Regions from separate parts of the Bicyclus anynana genome. Here region 1 is linked to region 2. Evidence: chromatin contacts called from public Hi-C data. All regions are on one chromosome and are shown on one strand. The core of a region is the stretch at or near the end of the contact, and the rest is flanking DNA. Distances in the headings are between cores, read along the strand shown.

The links. Hi-C and Micro-C count contacts between places; a contact is called where the count stands out from the background.
Region 1: a Hi-C map of whole body shows a contact between it and region 2, with 2.3 times the contacts expected there. The contact joins two enhancer-like sites. A contact is called at or near these places in 2 of 2 Hi-C or Micro-C datasets (whole body and whole larva).

The regions. Positions count from the first base shown.
Region 1 is chr4:7,238,812-7,243,712 of ilBicAnyn1.1, reverse strand. No RefSeq gene overlaps it. Among protein-coding and RNA genes, the nearest start is that of LOC112047320, 16 kb to the left of the region's middle. Within about 2 kb of position 2,687, at least 7 of the 8 cell types and tissues checked have open chromatin away from gene starts, as enhancers often do.
Region 2 is chr4:7,187,296-7,192,052 of ilBicAnyn1.1, reverse strand. No RefSeq gene overlaps it. Among protein-coding and RNA genes, the nearest start is that of LOC112047298, 25 kb to the right of the region's middle. Within about 2 kb of position 2,187, at least 5 of the 8 cell types and tissues checked have open chromatin away from gene starts, as enhancers often do.

The DNA of each region.
Region 1 (4,901 bases), core at 1,438-3,937, 51 kb before region 2:
AGTCCGGGCGCTCCCGAGATCGTGAGTTAAAAAGCCCACGTCTGGGTGACGTCATATATCGGCGATCAATGATACGGGTCCCCCGGACTACAGAGATCTCTTGCGCGTGAAAGCAAAAATTCGTAAAATTAGTAATGATTAGTAATCCACAATAATACTGTTTCTGGTGCTAGATAAAGAAAAATACAAAAAAACTGCCTTTATAGAGTTTTACTCAAGAAATGAAGAGAAGAAAGAAAGCGAGCACCCAAAAGTTGGAAACATTCTACAAATTTCTCACAAAAGAAACAAAAATACTTGCTTGAAATAAATATAACAGTGACTTTTAACCTTTGTACTACAAAGGTTAAAAAGTCAGTATTTTTGTTTCTTTTGTGCGAAATTCGCTCTTCATTTGGGCCCCCCAACTAATTTTGATACAGGGCCCTTTACAGGCACGCTACGCCACTGTCAAGAACCTAATAAACTTTCTTCGACGTTATTCCCATTACCTATAGCATGTCTATTATGCTACGGCAGATTTGGCAGAGTTACCAATTGTTTTAGAAGTGGAGCGAGGTTGTCTGGAAGTTAGCTACGTAGCCCATAAACAGTGAAAGAGAAATTGTTTTTTTAAGGTATTTAGATCGTCTATCATGTTGACTCAAGAGCTTAAAATGAGTAATTATTAATAAATCTTGAACTACTGTAAAGATTAACGGTAGGTCTAGTTTTCGAAGCGTTAGCGATCGTAGAAAGAGAATCGACGTGCCACTTGGCTAGGGGGGCAGATCCGTTTTTAAAGGGGTTGTCGATGTTTTGTTGAGTACCTACCTACCTACATAGATAAATGGGCTATCTAACACTGAAATAATTTTTCAAATCGGGCCAGTAGTTCCTGAGATTAGCGCGTTCAAGCAAACAAACAAACAAACTCTGCTGCTATATAATATTAGTATTGATTAATGTTAAGTCAGTAGTTTTAGCAGTTGATGACTAATCTATTTTATTTGAGTCGTATCTGAAGAGAAATCACGATACAGCTTCAAGCTATCAATAATTTTATTAACATGAACTAGGTATTTAGATTAATTATTATTGGATCGAAACATTTAACTCCACACGGTAGCAAGCAGCAATACAAAAAGCATAAACTATAATTACAAAACCGTAATTAAGTAACAAATTAATAATTCTGTTAAATATATGTCTCAAACGGTGAAGAAAAACATCGCGAGGAATCATGCATACCAGAGAATTTTCTTAATTCTCTGCGTGTATGAAGTCTGCCGTATGTATGAATCCGCATTGGGCCAGCGTGGTGGACTATTGGCCTAACCCCTCTCATTCTGAGAGGACACTCGAGCTCAGCAGTGAGCCGAATATGAGTTGATAATGATAATGACGATGAAATGTGTACACACATGCGAATGTTTTACTTTCCTTGGTAGGAATTTAAACATTTTGTCATTGTCCTCAGACGAAGGAATTGAGGGCTTCAGGATATTTAGCCGAACAAGTTAACGGAGTAACAAGGTATAAAATAGTCATTATTAAAAAACCGGCCAAGTGGGTGTCGGGCCAAGCACAGAAAACTTATGCTTCAAGTGAACAAAAAAATGCGTGGTCTCGGAAGGAGAGTTGAGCAACGAATACTATTACACTACGATAAAAAGGAATATATGTATAAAGTAAAAAATAGGTTAAACAACATTAAAAACGTCATCAATCCGCCATTATTACCCATATGGTGTTGCATTTCTTGGGAGATAATGAATATTATTTCGAAAGAATTAAAGTAAATTCGTAGATTTGTATAATCAAAAAAAGTAAAAAAAAAAACATTTTCTTTTATTTCCGCTAGGGTATTAACTGGATCTGGGCTGCATACAATTTTGGGCTCCTTTAAATAATTATAACAAGATGCCGTGCGCTTATCCGATCCGCCTTCAAGTTACTAAAAGTTACCACAAAAATGCTTATACATTTTTTCGTACCGAGGTAGGTACTAGAGGGCTACCTAAAAAAAATGCGTGCGTACAAAGTACCCATGTCAGAAGTGAAACTTCTTTGGCGAACTAATTTATAAATCTTGTTTATATTTATACAAATCTAAAACTTTAGATTTCCGAGACTAAGAGGAAGGGAAAAAGGAAGATAGGTTAGGAATTTAATTGTCATTAAAATATAAAAAGTGTTGAAAATTAATGTAAATTATAAATTTAATTTTTTCAATTTATTTCTTTAATATTTACGATTTCTCTCTCACTATAGCTCTCTCCCACCTCTCACTCCATAGAACTGTGCGTGATACGACGTTCGCTCTATCTCACTTTTGCTCTCAATCTTTCTCACTTGCTTGCTCCCTACTCCACGCCTAGTTGCTTCATGCTACGATCGGTCTGTCTTACTCTCTCTCAATCGGTCACGATCGCTCTCTCTCTCTATTTTTCGACACTTCCGTTGCATACCGGCGTGACGTTACATCTGTAAAAATTTTACCCTCATGCGCCTAAAGAAGTTTCACTTCAAAAACTAAAATCTAAATGTAACAAGACGCCGTGCGCTTATCCGATCCGCCTTCAAGTTACAAAAGTTACCACAAAAATGCTTATACATTTTTTCGTACCGAGGTAGGTACTCGAGGGCAGTGGTCTCGGCAGGAGGGTTGCGCAACGCATACAATAACACTACGTGCCTTGGCCGCCGCGCGCGCAGGGGTCAGCTGCCGCGGTTCGGGGAACTTCGCTGCACTGTTGTCACGTACCTTTTGTACTTAGTTTATAGGTATAGCTGTGCTTTATGGATCAAAATATTTATTATATATGGAAAGTTCTAAATAGGCAATCTAGTCTAATCTATCGGTATCAGCTATACTATATGACCATAAGTCCAAGGGTCACTGGCAGACAAGGCTCACTGGCAGAGATCTCTTATAGAGATAAGTGTTTCCTTGTCCACTGTTTTTCTTTTTACTTTTGTGTGTTACTAATATTGGTACAAAATAAATAAATAAAAAAAAAAGTATATACTTATGGTCATATAAGTATACTAGTTGATGCTGCGAGGTTTCACCCGCATGGTTCCCGTTCCCGTAGGAATACCGGGATAATATATAGCCTATAGCCTTCCTCGATAAATGGGCTCTCTAATACTGAAATAATTTTTCAAATCGGACCAGTAGTTCCTGAGATTAGCGCGTTCAATCAAACAAACAAACTCTTCAGCTTTATAATATTAGTATAGATAAAAGCGAAATGTACAATTACAAAAATCGCTTGACGTACAAAGTCGAAATTTGGAAAGGAAGTAGTTTTTGCAAGAGGGCCGGTTTAAGATGGTCTTCGGGCCAGGGGTGTAGCTAACGCCGTATTAGCCGTAAGTATCATTTATACGGGGTCCATGGACTACAGGGGCCCATTATATGTGAAAGCCAAAATTAAAAAAATCACCCTTATTATGCTTTCCGAAAAAAAAACCAATAAACTGCCTAGAGTTTCAGAACAAAATGAGAAAAGTCGAAAAAGCTTTTTTATTTCTTTTGTGAGAAATCTTTACTCTTCATTGGGCCCCGCAACTAATTTTGACTTAAACTATTAATATTTTCTGTGTGTCCGATGATCTACAGGGACCTAAAGTCGCGACTCTTCTCTTCTTAGAAAAAATCTTAATAGAAATAGAATTTTTGGCTCGTGGGAGGCTTCAGCGGTGGCTAGTTACCCTGCAAATACATACCGCCAGACGATTTAGCGTTCCGGCACGATGTCGTGTAGAAACCGAAAAGGGTGTGGATTTTCATACAACTCCTAACTAGTTAGCCCACTTCCATCTTAGACTGCATCATCACTTACCATCAGGTGAGATTGTAGTCAAGGGCTAACTTGTAGAGAAAAAAATGCTGCTGTGTCAAAGCGAGCTAAAATGCCTACAGGCTACAAGGCTAGTGTCAAAGGTCTTTCTTCTCACCGTTTTATGTACGAAACGCCTGGACGCTAGAATAATATTAGGAAAACCTTGGAAACTCTTTCAAACAAGCCGGTACTGCGGGCGTCAGTTCTAAGGAAAACTATAAAATGCATATACGGACGTTTCCAATGGAGAGCGGCTGAGGCGCGAGGTGCGAGGGGGGGAGGGGGCGACACACTTTCTGAAGGGCTCTAAAACCACGGCTTTTGTGGCCACCTTTATGAGCCATCTATTCGTGGGCCTTTGATTTATCACGAACAGTTAAGGCTAGTTTTTGTGAGTATCGTTCAAAGTGTTTAAAATTATAGTTTTATTGAAATTCAGATTACTACTACCTACTAGGGAAAAAATATTTGTAACAACAAAATATACGAAAACGTAATAACGTAGTTTTATAGTTACTTTAAATTTGCTGCTAATGCTTAAATATCGACTTAACTGGGGTGCGATTCCGCTATTCTATGCTCATCGATGAAATATTCGCCTATAACAAGTTTTATAGTTATAATTTATAGTTCGAATTTGAACTTTATTCCTATGGTCTGCCTAAATACAAATGTCACTCACAACGAAGTTTTCATGGAAACCAACGATTTCTCAGTGCTGTAACTTTACCGAATGCGGGGCTGATCCTATTCAGAATGCAGTAACTACGTTAATGGAGATTTGTGCGCTATAAACCTTATTAAACAACATTCATTAATTATCAACCCATATTCGGCTCACTGGTCTGTCTCCTCTCAGAATGAGAGGGGTTAGGCCAATAGTCTACAACGCTCGCCCAATGCGGATTGGCAGACTAGACACATGCAGAGAATTAAGAAAATTCTCTGTTATGCAGGTTTCCACACGATGTTTTTCCTTCACCGTTTGAGACACGTGATATTTAATTTCTTTAAATGCACACAACTTTAAAGTTGGAGGTGCATGCCCCGAACCGGATTTGAACCCACACC
Region 2 (4,757 bases), core at 938-3,437:
GGGGTAGGATAGGCGTGAGATAGGGGTACGGGTGTTATAGGGGTAGGAAAGGGATAGGGTACGGGGAGGGTAGGGGTAGGATGGGGGTAGGGTGTAGGTAAGGTAGGGGTAGGGTAGGAGTAGGTTTGGGGTAGGGTAGGGGTAGGGTGGGGGTAGAGGTAGGGTAGATGTAGGGGTTGGGTAGGGTTGGGGTAGTGGTAGGGTAGGGTAGGGTAGGGGTAGTAGTAAAGTTGACATCGAAATTTACGCGGACGAAGTCGCGGGCGTCCGCTAGTATGATATAAGATGAAGCATGATTTTGTTTCAGTATGGCGTAAATAACTATAAGCACTTAAGAAAACACAGTTATCTTGATATCACAGACAGACAATTTAATTTTATTTATATGTATTGATTTCTCGGTGCATAGCTGTCTGTCAGTAGCGAATGACTGTGAACTTTCTCATTAGGACCGTTACCGTTACTTTTCACATATTCAGTGTAAGCTGAGATGAATAGAATTCAATATTGGGGGTGATAAAGTACCTCCGACTTGAAGGTCAACATTATCATACAATGGCAGTTTGTGGAACACGATTACCAAATCGTTATATAAGCTTACTTGTCGACACATCTGGCTACGTCTGGGCTAATTAATTATTATTATTATGGACGCTATAGAGCCTCTGAAGAAGGCATCTGCCTACGCACTTTTAACATAACCGACTTCAAAAAAGGAGGTTCTCATTTCGATGCGTATGGTTTTTATTTATGTTTGATAGCATAAAAAAACCATACGCATACATACTTTAAATGATATATATATATATTACAAATTTAAACGATATTTTATATTATAGATATGTTACGTGTACACAAAATTACCGCAAAAAGTGATCCGAATTTAGCTATTACACTTAGCGCACACTGGCACAATTTTGTGTGTATTCGAAGGAGATGGTCCAAAATTGTATGGAACCCAGGATCAGACATTGTACCCTGGCGAAAATAAAAGAATATATTTTTTTTAACTATTTTTGATTATACAAATCTACGAATTTACTTTAACTCTTTCGAAATAATATTTATTATCTCCCAAGAAATGCAACACTATTACGGATAATAATGGCGGATTGATGACGTTTTCAATGCAGTAGTCGTTTTGACGTTTGCTGTCAATTGTCATGTCATAGTTGCTTTATGGGCGCCATCTTGATATAACTCATAAACTTGGTTTTTAATTTTATTTATTTATTTTTATATAGTTAGATTTATTCACTTATTTACATTTTAATAAAATCCTTGCATTTTTTTAATTTTAATGATACGGGGTACAAGAGTGTACCTGAAATGGACCATCTCCTTTCCAAACGTCAAAAACGCTGTCGTCCATTTAGTGACGTCACAATGTTATTTGGTGTACTAAACGTCAAAATAATTATAACGCTCCATTTGTAAGGTATTTGTTATAGTGACGTCATTATACCATGGCCGACAGGCGTTTTGGCTTTAAATATATCTAAAAACTAAAATTTTCATGTAATCACGTCTCTTTCTTTCATTATATCTTGTTTATTTATCTTTGCTTGTTTTGTTTCCTAATGTTTTAATTTAACCGGAACAAAACGAGTTGCCCACGCACTTTCAGCTAAGGTTTTGTGTGTGCTGTATATTAACGTGATAGTGCGATTTCTTATCAAAGCGCTGTGATATTACATTTATACGAATGTCTATAACATTTATCATCGATAGATACGTAATGTATAGTCTATTCCTTTTTTATAATTCCTTTCATATTAAGTTGACTTTTTTTTTCTTTCCTGCCTACCTAGTACCTATTTAGGTTTTATGATGTTGAATAAATAACAGATAATTTCCTATTTGCTGTAACATTTGCCTCTATCATATTTTATGTCCTATTTTATAAAATAGTTAGATCTAACTTTAAATAAGTGCCTACACCTACCTATTTAAAGTTAGAATGTGGTTAGATCAAATTAATATATCAAAGTTTTCAAAATTGTTAAAACTGGTAGTTCACGTTTCGACCATCTACAATTTGGACATTTATCCCAAAAAAATCTAAATTATAAAAATCACCTACACGCGTGTCACGATGGGTCATTGAACTCACGTGGAACCACCCTAATTTCAAATACGCCGTCCTTGTCTAACGTGTGATCAGACGATAGCGCTGCGCCGCTCTAGCATTTCATTCTCACGTGGCCGCGCGACGCTGTCCGAAGCGCCTATCAAAAAACCTCGGTCCCTCTCTATGACACACTAGACAGACAAATAGATAAAAGGTGTTGCATAAACAGGTAGGTGGGTGAGTCGGTATATTTAGATTTTTTCAACTTGTCAATTGTCAAATGTCAACACATTCACATTTTGCTTGTATACCAATAAGTGTTCGCTTCTTTGGCGCAGTATGTTTTCTTGAGCTGGGTTTTGCAGTTCGAGTCAGTTTAAAGATATTGGCTCAGCGGGTTACAAGGCATGCTGGCGGCTCGAGACCGTTGTATTTAGAAGTCCAGACAAAGACCCAAACGTCCAGTAGTGGATGATGACCATCATATCAGCCGATGGACATCCACTGCAGGACATAGGCCTTTTGTAGGGACTTCCAAACATCACGATACTGAGCCGCCTGCATCCAGCGAATCCCTGCGACTCGCTTGATGTCGTCAGTCCACCTGGTGGGGGGGTCGACCAACCTTCAGAGGTATGGGGAGAATGAACTTGTAGGTATCTCACGCAGCGTTGCCAGATTTTTTTGTCAAGTTAGAATCATTTTGATTGAAAAATGGGATATTTTCCGTCGAAAGCGTCATCAAAAAATAAAATTATATATTCAAAACTTTTAATAATAAAAATAGGTTTATCAAGTCACTCGCTCGGTTGAATTGTTTTTCCCTTTTACCTCAAAATTATAAATTAATCCTAAAAACTGTGCGGCTGTGAGTGGATACGACAATTGTCCAACGAGCGAGGGTCGCACCTATCTGCCTACATACTTACATAAATAACTTCATTAATATTTAAAAAACACGATAGACAGACAACACCACTTTATTGCTAGACAAGTTGCGTTATGCAATACGAATCACAGAATTGCTATCAAATTATACTAATTTATTCTGTATTCAAATATTGAACACTTTTTTATTCAGCGTCTATCGTGAATTTTTAGTTTTATCATTAACAGCCTATTATAATATACAGGGTGTCCGTAAACAGTACGATATACTCTTGAAAATAATTAGCAATTATAAATATCAATGTTTATGTAATTTTTCAGCACATGGTACTACTAAATTGCACTGAAAGTAGTAAAATTCGTATTTTGTAGAAAAATCAATATAACATAAAAGACGTAAAATTTCGGCTAGAGTTATTTTAGTAGGTCTTGATATCAGCTAAAGTTTGGCTAATGAAAGTAGAGACTGAAATCGCCCGGCCAGTTACATATTGAAAAAAATTTAAATATCAATTATCAAAATTGAGTTATTAAAATATTTGCACTATTGTTTTAGGAACGCCCTTCATTTTGTTTTGCCGGTCGATTTCAGTCTCTACTTTCATTAGCCAAACTCTATAAGCCTGTAGAGTATGTCGTAATATTTACGGGACATCTTGTATATGTATATACCAGCGGCGAAGAGTTCATGCAAGCCGATTCCCGCCGGGTTACCTTTAAAAATCCATACATATTCATTGTTGTACTGTACATGAGAAACCGTAGTTTGTATATCAATTTCCTTTTCTCAGGGACGCATACCTTCAAATAAATTCCATCCTTCGCCACTGGTATTTACCCTCCTTATAGAAGTAATATTGGGCGTAAACCCACCACGCTGCTTCAGGTTGGCAGGGTTAGGATGAGTGACTTTGATCTGTAACAGTCATTATCAGATGTTAATGTTATTGACTTGGACCGACGGCTTGCTCTCCTCTCTCAGTTGTGGTAGAGGGGCGTAACACCATTAACTTAAGGTTCGATTTCCATCTCAATCAGTTCTCATATTCGGCTCATTGTTGAGCACGAGTATCCTCTCAGAATGAGAGGGAGTACGAGGGAGTACACGTAGAGAATTCATAAAATTCTGAGGTAGATATACTTACAGGTTTGTTCAAGATGTTTTTTCCTACACTGTTTGGGACACGTGATATTTAATTTCTAATAAGCCTCAATAGCTCAACGGTAAGAGCGGTCGAACTCATCACCTGGGGTGGTGGTTCGATCCCCGCCCCGTTGGTCTATTGTCGTACCCACTAATAGCACAGTCTTTCCCGACTATATATATATCATCATATGGTCATATTATAAAAAATATGGCAAATAATCTTATAAAAAATAAAATTTTATAATGCGCATTAACTGAACAGTTGGAGGTGCCTGCCAAGGACCGGATTCAAACCTACGCTCTGCGAATCAAAGGCAGAGGTAAAAAACATAGTTCCAGAATAGCCCTGCAGGTGAGATCGCATGACTCTCTTGTAATAGAATAAAATAAAAAATCTTTGCTGTGATTTTTTCTGAAGAAAGAAAATGTCAATATTTCATAGCCCATGTCCTCGAGATCGGAATACGTATGTAATGTTCTAGTTGCATACACACGTCGCAGAAAAACTCGACTCAGCGTAAGTTGTTTATGCAGCAGCATAATGCATTGAAATTTAGTCAGCAAACGTACGTTCTGCTATAGTAACACGAGTAGGTATGTGTTACGGTTTTATGTTACATAACTCATTTAATTTTTCGTTTAAATGATTTA